2 separate regions of the Drosophila melanogaster genome follow, and region 2 is linked to region 1. The links are chromatin contacts, called in public Hi-C maps. All regions are on one chromosome and are shown on one strand. The core of a region is the stretch at or near the end of the contact, and the rest is flanking DNA. Distances in the headings are between cores, read along the strand shown. Region 1 holds the start of CG7724. Region 2 holds the start of Mip (Myoinhibiting peptide precursor).

The links. Hi-C and Micro-C count contacts between places; a contact is called where the count stands out from the background.
Region 2: a contact with region 1 is called in a Hi-C map of the Kc167 cell line, with 5 times the contacts expected there. A contact is called at or near these places in 6 of 107 Hi-C or Micro-C datasets (the Kc167 cell line, the OSC cell line, the S2 cell line and 2 more) and 1 of 7 datasets of targeted methods (the Kc167 cell line).

The regions. Positions count from the first base shown.
Region 1 is chr3L:17,053,801-17,058,475 of dm6, forward strand. CG7724 reads left to right here and starts at 1,813. Exons shown (of 4, transcript NM_140700.3): 1 at 1,813-1,877; 2 at 3,193-3,548; 3 at 3,662-3,937; 4 at 4,013-4,675. The coding sequence starts at 3,230. The coding sequence ends at 4,614. It overlaps rogdi (rogdi,), which reads left to right. Exons shown (of 8, transcript NM_168717.2): 8 at 498-1,654. The coding sequence ends at 566.
Region 2 is chr3L:17,347,178-17,351,852 of dm6, forward strand. Mip (Myoinhibiting peptide precursor) reads right to left here and starts at 2,489. Exons shown (of 2, transcript NM_140714.4): 1 at 2,203-2,489. CG7692 reads left to right here and starts at 4,645. Exons shown (of 7, transcript NM_001316448.1): 1 at 4,645-4,675.

The sequences.
Region 1 (4,675 bases), core at 563-3,062:
TAAATCATTTTTTCGCTCGGTATAACCTAGAGAAATGTAATAGGCACGATATTTCGACTGAGCAGATCGAAATGGTTCTATAATTCATAGGCCAGAATAGCTGAAGTCTTCAGCAATTACTAAGCACCCAAACGATTATATCCACACGAAACACACCCACCCAAAAGTAAGCTATTTTCGGAACTAGCCGGCACTGATAAGGCGTCTGCTCTTGAACTGATATCACAGCGATTCCCAACGGCGGAGCACATGTGCGAAGAGCCACGGATGCTGTCCCATTTTTCCGCACCCACAAGATGCCGCCAAGTTTTATTTGGTTGCTGGCCAAGTGCCAGGGCCACGCTGCAGTTCTTGACTGTGACGCAAGTCGGCAATTAAAGTGGCCAATATGGGGATTGGCACGAGTATGGCCAATGTGAGGGAACGGGTTCCGATGCGCTGGGTCCTCGAATGAATTGTGGGTGTATTTTTAATTCAATATTTCTACTCTTTCGCAGATATCTGTGTTTTCGGTGTACAAAGATTTCACAGTTGGCTCGCGTTCGCCCTCGGCACTTTCCTACTGAGACGGGAATGCGCCGGGAAATGGAAGCCGGGTATGGAAACCCTTGATCGATGGCACTGGTGGATCGGCGACAGAAACAATAACAACAATAATAGCTAATAAAGAACCGTACTTGTAATAGCGAAGTAAATAATGTTAGTTGAAATGTTGCTACTGGAAACGGCACACCCATAATACCCATGCATACTATACTATATACTATACTATACAATACAATACTTTAAAACACTATACTGCTATATACAGTAGTGTATAGAAAGTTATATACATACATACATGCATACAACTAGTTTAATGTACACAATCAACATTCATGTTAAATTACGACTACGCAGAACCTGAGTTCATCGCTTCACGTCACTCCAATTATGCATCAAAATGCATCTAAATAGCATTAGGCTGAGAATTGAGAACAGAGAACGTTTGTGAAAACCAATTGTGTTTGTATGTGTAACAAAATGAAATTGCTAGATAATTATAGTTTATTCGTACATGTAATTTAATGTAATGTAATACCATGGCCCTTATTTATGTTTGCTACGATGCAACAAAATCCACCAAGTCAGCAGTCAATCGGTACTTAAAGTCGGTACTTACAACGTTTATACCCCCTAACACAGCCCCCTATATACATACATACTTAGGTGCACACGGAAGGGGCATCTACATCGGCATTTACATGATATTGTTGTAATAAACCAAACCGAAATGTGAACAGAATTTTTAATTGTACTAAACTAAACACCGTTTTGTATTCGTATTCGTAATTGTATATCCGTAATTGTATTTCGCGTACTCGTTAATGGTTAATGGTTAAGAGCGCCCAATCCTAATCTAATCCAAAGTCATTTGTATCAACGGCCTTTACTTCTCGTTTACTTTATACATCTACCAGGGAGTTTATAAAGATATAGAAAGTTATTGAATGAGATGCAACGAAAACAATTACCACTGTACTTATTGAATATTGCAATTGCCTAAGCACCCCACTAAATGCATGGGAAGAGAAGACAACTATTTATGTAATCACTAAGCGTACTTACTGTCCACATTCATTTACTTGTTGTTGAATAAAAATTACCTTTTACCAAATGCCATGCATTTTGAAAAACGAACTTTCAATTGCGCGCGCCAAATGCTCGACGACTGCGATCGATAGCAGCGCGGACGATGACGATAACGATAAGTGATAGCCAAGTGGCTCGACAACGATCGTTTCGGTTTCGGCCACTTTTGTTTATGACCAACAAACAGTTTCCAGTCAGCAGGCAAGCCCAAAGGTTTGCTCACAAAAAAGTGCCAAATTTTCCTGGTAAGCATCGAACGATATAGATATTACGACTTTCGGGCTTCTAGATAGACAGGTGCCATTTATTGGTCGAGTGTTTACAAGTTTAAAATGGCCAGGCCAAAATGCCAAAAAAAAATCGTGTGTGTTGACGTGCATGTCGAAATAGACGCGGAAACCAGTTCGCGGTAATTGTTTTGATGCTGTGTTGTAATCTGTAAGACCGCCCAGCGAAAACATTAGCACATTGAGCCATGTTTCCCTTTGTTGAGATTGCTGCCGTATATTGTATCTTGTAAGTTGCTGTTGCTTTGGCCGATGGCCATGTTGCTGCTGCAAATGTGGCTGTTGCAGATGTTGCTGCTGTCACCATTAGTATCTTATTATTTTTAATGTCTTTTTGAGTCTGCTCAACGGCCTTAGTTACTGGACGGGGTCTAATAAATTCATTCAAAACAAAAGTTGACCGTGGCCAAGTAACACACTAAGGGGAAGTAGAAATCGAAAGCTATAGAGCGACAATGATTTATATACGAATTTTCATCAGATTTCCTCTACAACGGAAACTAGCTGCTCACTATATCTTCAATATATCCGTCTAAATGTGCGAACAGCATTCAAACTTTGCTTATATTATAAATTATAAAGTTAACAGTCATTTTTGGCACTTTAAAAGTGCGAATGCCATTAATACGAACAGAATTAAGGTCGCGTTGCATTAGAAGGTAACCGAAAATAATGATTTAATTAGTAAGTTTATTTATTTTTACTAAGCTCTAGGCCATTAAGAAATAATTGTTACTTAATTACAGCTTTGAAAGTTATTTTCAGATTTTATTTTAAATTAATAAAAAGTATTTGCTGTAATCAAGGAATATATGTAGCTCTATATACTATAAGATACAAACTAGTAAGTTGGTTACTCATATTTACATTTATGCAAATAAATAGTAGTTAAAACCCATTTTGATAAGGTGAAAGCCAGTTTATATTACACAGACTATAAAAAGCAAATAATTGAAGTAATCATGGGAATTTGGATTACACAAACTAACTATAACTATAAGTAAACATATAGGTAATATAAAAGTGGCCGCCTTTATTAGCGCCGCGGAGCGTCACGTAAGCCGAGCATTTGAAAAACCGCCGAGTCACTTGGAAACCTGCTCCGCTGACCCTCGAAGAAGGTCGCCGGCTGGTGATGAGCCAGTTTATGTGTGTGATGTCCAAGTGGCCGGGCTGGTCCAAGTGGGGCCGCCGACCATAAAAGCCACTCTCACGGAAACTCCACTTAACCACTTAAGCCAGCCCAGCTAACCTGCAGTCGGTCTCGTTGCAGTTAAACCAAAAACCAGTGTACTTTGACCCTGGACGCAATGGGCAACAAAAGCGGGGAAGTGCTGCTCGTAACCGGCGGCAGTGGCTTTTTGGGTCAGCACCTCATCAAGCAATTGCTGGAGCGGAAGGAGGAGCTGGGCATCAAAGAGATCCGCTCACTGGATATAGTGCCCTACAAAAACAACATTGGCCACGAGGAGACCTCCCTGCTGCGCACCTATGTGGCCGATATCGGTGGCGATCTGAAGGCACTCAGTCCCATCTTCAACGGAGTGGACGGGGTCTTCCACTGCGCCGCCTCGGTGAAAATCGAGTATCCGCCGAACTACGAGGAACTGGAGCGCGTAAATGTGAACGGTGAGTGAGCGAATAAAGTACCTCGTAAGATAGGTAATTCCAGGCAACTAAACTGGGCTTGGAATAAACATTGATTTGATCTTAATTTCGAGTTTATTTCTTCGCTTTGTTAGGCACCCTGGCCGTAGTAGACCTCTGCATTCAAAACAATGTGAAGCGCCTGGTGTACACAAGCTGCACATCCGTCTGTTTTGTGCCCTTCAAGGGTCGGAGTACCTTCTCGGCGGTGATTAACTCGACGGAATCCAAGACAGACACTCCCACGCTGGACAGTTCCACTTTGTGGGAGCAGGATAATCAGTTCCTGATACCCGGATACGCCTCGAGCAAGCTTAGGGCAGAGAACATAGTGCTCAACTCGAATGGAGCGCCACTGCATAACCAGAAGGGTAAGTTTGGCCGATTACTTAGCATTGACTTATTTAAAGACATTTAAATATATTAACATTTGTAATCCTCTGCAGAATATCTGGCCACCAGCGCCATGCGTGCCCCTTTGACCTATGGCGAGTGTGACTCGCACTTCATCACGGAGATTTTCGACTTCCTTTCGACTAGGGGATGGGTGTTCCCAAGGATCGCGGGCGTGGGCGGAAAGCAGCAGTTGGTCTACGCCGGGAATGTGGCCTGGGGTCACATCTGCGCCTATAAGGCCCTCAAGGTGTCCGATAAGGCGGTGAATGGACTGCCCGTCTTTGTCACCGATGATACGGGCATCAATGATGTCTCTCGTTTTGTCCAGAAGATGGCCGTGCTGGGCGAGCGGTTTAAGGTGAAGACCAGCTGGTGGTATGTGCCGCACTTCCTGTTCTTCTTTCTGGCCTTCTTGCTGGAGGTGGTAGTGCGGGTGGCCTATCCATACACCAAGTACCGTCTGCGGTACTCACTGCGCGCCATCGCCTCCTACACGTCCTCGATGCTGATGTACAATCGTCTAAGGGCCTCCATCCACATGGACTACATGCCACTCTTCGATCCGGATGCGAGTGCCGAGCGGAGCGCAAAGTGGTATGCCACGTGGTGGGACCAACGGCAGCAGGCCCAGAAGCTCAAGAAGTCCAGCTGAGTGGAGCTAATCCCCTATTACGATAGCATACTCCTCGATATCCTGAGTGGATTTGTGTTTA
Region 2 (4,675 bases), core at 1,239-3,738, 290 kb after region 1:
CTCTCCAAGAAGGCGGAAACGTTGGCGTATTATGCTTTCGTTATTGCGTATTTTCGCAGTCCACATGCATAATGAATTTGATATTATTAAATCCCTTACTATAAGTGGTCGGTTAGTTTTATTGTAGTGTTCATGCCTCATGAGCCTCAAATAAATACTATTAGGTTAAAAGTCCTTGTAAAACTTTAATAGTGAATATCGATCTATAAATAAAGCTGATAATTGCTTTCCTATTATTCCTTTTTTAATGATTTTCAACGTGGCTATACGAAATGCTAGCACATATTCGTGATGAGCTATCAAAATACGTGTATATTGAAGTACCCCAAAACTTGCCTACAACCATCCCTAATGGACAAATCTAATCCCTTAACTGCCCCGTTTCTATTGGAATTAGCAAATTTGCCGTAATCCCCGTCCGATTTTATGGTCATTGCGAATCGGCAGCAGCTGGTTGGCGCCAACATGGAAAGTCATCGGCCGGGAATCAACTATACAAAGCCCACTAAAATCGGAGCCACTGGGGGGCAGAAAGAACGTGGACATGGTATCTTATCTGGAAGGTCGCCTGATTAAATGATGTAGCTGGCCGCCCGCTTAGATTGGCGGACTAATTGAGAAGCGTCGGCGGTGGGCCAACCGGTTGCTGGATGCGACTATACTCCGCATACGGATGTATCCCCTAGCTCCTGGCCAAAGACCAAGGACTCCTGACTGATTGTCCGAGTGCGGAGTTGGCCGCTTTTTTTCCGGCTTCGCCCGGACTTAATTTGTGCTCTTGTCGTTGATTGATTGACGCCGCCCAGATGAAAGTTTTAGCGGCTTTGCGCCAAATTATAATATATAGCCACCGCGATGATAGAGCACGCATCGAATTTTATGACCACACCCCAACCACCCCGCAGCGAGGATAGGATTGGATGGGGTTTGGGGGTCAAGGGGCAGGCAAACGTGCCGGGTGAACTTGTAATTGAAATTAACTGAAAATATTTATGGCCCTTGTGGCTGACATTCCTTCGAATTTGGTAGTTGACTTGCGTTGCTCCATTATTAATTTGCCAGCCTGTTGCCAAATAATTCATGTGGTGTCAGGACGGAAGAGATATCCTTCGTCCCTATTGGCGACTCCCTCAAGTGTGGCAAGTGGCAAGCAAATTTTCGCGCCAAAATTAAACAGCTCCATGCAAATCGAATTCGGCAGCTCGCCTATTTTTCGCATGTCTCGATAAATAGCTGGCGCAAATATTTGCCAAAGGATGGCATTCACCAATAAGTATTTTGTTTAAATAGGTTTCCTGCCCACAACACCCACGACACTCTGCTCAAGAACTCGTCGCCTGTTGCCGCTGAGTGTGAATCGAAGTATTCCCGGGGACATGGACATTAACGAAAAGTCGTAAATAAACAAAATATCCGCAAAAGAGTAAATATGCTGCTCGTCTCAAGCAGGTTAGCCGTGGGACACCCGTATTTTGTCACTTCAATTTCCAATGGGTTTGTTTGGCAAGGGAGTTCTGCATAATTTGGCCAAGTTTCGCAAATAAATTTACGTTGATGAATCTTCTACTTTTCAGAGGAAGCAGACTATTTTTAAAATTTTGTAACCTTTTTACATTTGAATTTGTGAACGAACGAAATGTGATGCAAATATTAAAAATAATCGCGTCATTGGGTTTTAATGAATAGTCAAAAGGGCACACATTAAAATGTTCACAAAATGAAAACTTTTCGAAAAAATAAGTGACCTTTATACATTTTTCATTAATTAACAAAAATTAAAGTGGGCTCACGCCATTCACAAAACCCAATGTTTTATTAATGAGATGGATTAATATATCAATCGCAATTTTCAAGTTCACTTATTTTTATTTTAAATTTTTTAAGCACATAAAAAAAGGTAAGTTAATTTCATAAATAAATATTTGTAACACATTCCTCGAAGTATTCATTCTTCAGATACTAATTTGTTATTTAAAAATGATCTTTATCTTTGAAAAGGCTGGCTTTGTCTGCTTATTCGAAATTAATTTAAAAGGAAAATGTTTAGAACTGCAATTGAAAAATATTTAATAAATTCCCGAAAAAAAAATTAAAATTAAACTAGAAAATGAACCACTAGAATTCACTTTGCAGTTCATTTCCTGGGGCTTCAAAGCCTCAAATCGAGTTACGAGCATATTGAATATCGAACGAACCACTTACCTGACTATATATCTCCTCGCGATTTTAGCGTACGAATTATTATTGAGGCCAGCGGAAACTGTGGCCAGCGTTTTACAATTTTATTTCGGGTTTGCTGCGCACTCTTTTATAGAATTTTTTTCGACATGAAATAGCGTTTTTAAGTGAATTTACGGGCACGAGTGCAATTCAATTATAGCGCTCTCACTTGACCGGTGTGAAACAGATTTCGAGGAGCGTGGCAACTGGATGTCCTGTCCTGGCTGTTGGCTGTGCGCAAACCTGTTGATCAACTGCTAATGATACGCAGCCCGGCGCGGCGGTCGCTTATAAATCAAAACGGAAGCGAATCGACGCCCGAACGGCCATCCATGTGTCCACGAAGGGTGCTTCGTTTAGGTGTGTGTGTGTGTGTGTGTGTGTGGACAGGAATGCCGGCTGCGCACGCACACAATGGCAGGGGGATATGGATATCCGCTTGTCGACTGTCGTTTGTGCAACGGAAGTGGCCGAAAAGTGTGTTGCCTACTTAGCGGGGTACGTGTTAGTATAAGTGTAAGTGTAAGCGAGCGTAATGTGTGTGTGCGTGTGTGTGTGTGGGTGAGTGAGGAGAAACCCCAAGTTTAGGGCACACATGCGCGATTGTTTGCTCTGACTCCCACCATCCGACAATGGCGGAGACCATTGTCGATCCCCTGGGGAAACCGAGCCTTGTACTCATTCAAATTCAGGTACACGCACTCCTTGGGGCATTTAAAATTAAACACTCCGCACACTTACAATGGAGCAAATGGAACGACTGACGACAGCATATTGCATATTGCATTTCTTTGTCACCGGGTGGCAATTGACCAAACACAAATACGATTCTCGCCACTTACCAACCACCGATGTACCTATGCCCACAGCTCCATCCTGAATGCGACTCCACAGCAGGATGCTTAGGATCCGGAGGAGAACCCTTTTAGTGCTTCATGAATATTTATGGCGACACAGCGCCTCCTTCGTTTTGTTGCTAAAAAACGAAGGATAAAAAGAGCTTCTTCAATTACAACTGACGTCCCAAAGATGTCAAGTGGGAGTGTGTGTTGCGCTGTGTGGTGTTGTGTTGTGTGTGTGTGTGTGTGTGTGCGTTGCAGCGTATCGCTTTCTATGCGGGCACATCAACAGGTTTTCATTTGTGGCCATTTGATGGGACGCCGAATAAACGATGATGGGAATATTTATGACACTCCTCTGCCGGTGCGTATAATGAATGGGCCATGGGACCCCACCCGCACCCGCACCATTGGAGCGCTGCAGAGTTCGTCCATCCAGGAGATAAGCTACGTAGTTACTAATTGATTTGGCCACTGATAAATCGCTGCCGACTCTCAACGCCGATGACAGCTACATGTGTCCGTTCCTCCGCAGCACTAATAAAAAACTTGATCGATTATGACGCTCTTTAGCGAGAAAATCAAATGTTTATAGATGATGGAATGTGCTTATTTAGAAATGAAAAAGTATTAATTATACCGTAGAAAAGGACATTCATAAGGTAATACACGAAGATTGGATGTTGGTTGCAAATTAAATTGAACAATACATATCTGTTATTAAAGTAATATTATTTCTTTTAATATTTACCTTTTATATTATCCATGCTGAAAGGGATTTTTCTCAGTGCACTTGATGGTAAGTGAATTGCAGCAGGAGCAACAGAAGCAACAGACGCCCAAACGATTGTAAATCATTTCCATTTACGTGTCTGGCCTAATTGCAGGCATCCGACGGAGACCTTTGAGCGATCCATTTGGATACGTCACCACTAATGTTTCATTTGCATGGTGACAAAGTGAATTAAATGGGTTCGCCTTAAAGGCGGAACTTTGGCCGTACAATGGGAGAATGCAGCGAAGCCCCGCCCTGACCAAACGCCTTTTCCGTTCTCCTGGACGCCACATTTGTGTGGGAATCCCTCGGTGCTTCCATTGTGAAGATGATGTAGCTGGCGCTGTTGGCAGCTAATAATAATTTGTTTGCACTTTGCATATGCCATCTGGACAACAAAGGCCGGGGCAGCCAGGACATTCGCAAGACATGGGGAACACAATGTCCCGGGGTCAAGGCAAACGTGCTTCAGAACTCTTATGTCCGTGCAAGAAATCACTGCGTTGGAATAGTGGGTGTATTGGAGTACTTATTGGTTTCGAATTTCTAAGCAAGCCAAATTTCTCATAACACATGTGCATTTATTTTTCGTGTTTTATAAGTCAGGCCAAATTCCCTTGAAAAATCATTATAACAATTATTTTTCTACATATTAAGTGATGGTAATTTTGAAAGATTTCAATGTCGCACCTTAAGATGTCTTTATGTGCTTCTCAAGACTGTATATCGATAGGCTTATATGTTAATTGCTTGTCATTTCAATAATTATCGCGTCACTTCAATAAGAAAATTGGTTAGTTGCGTTTCATTCTCGTCGAAGTTCACCAGTTCCAATTTAAAT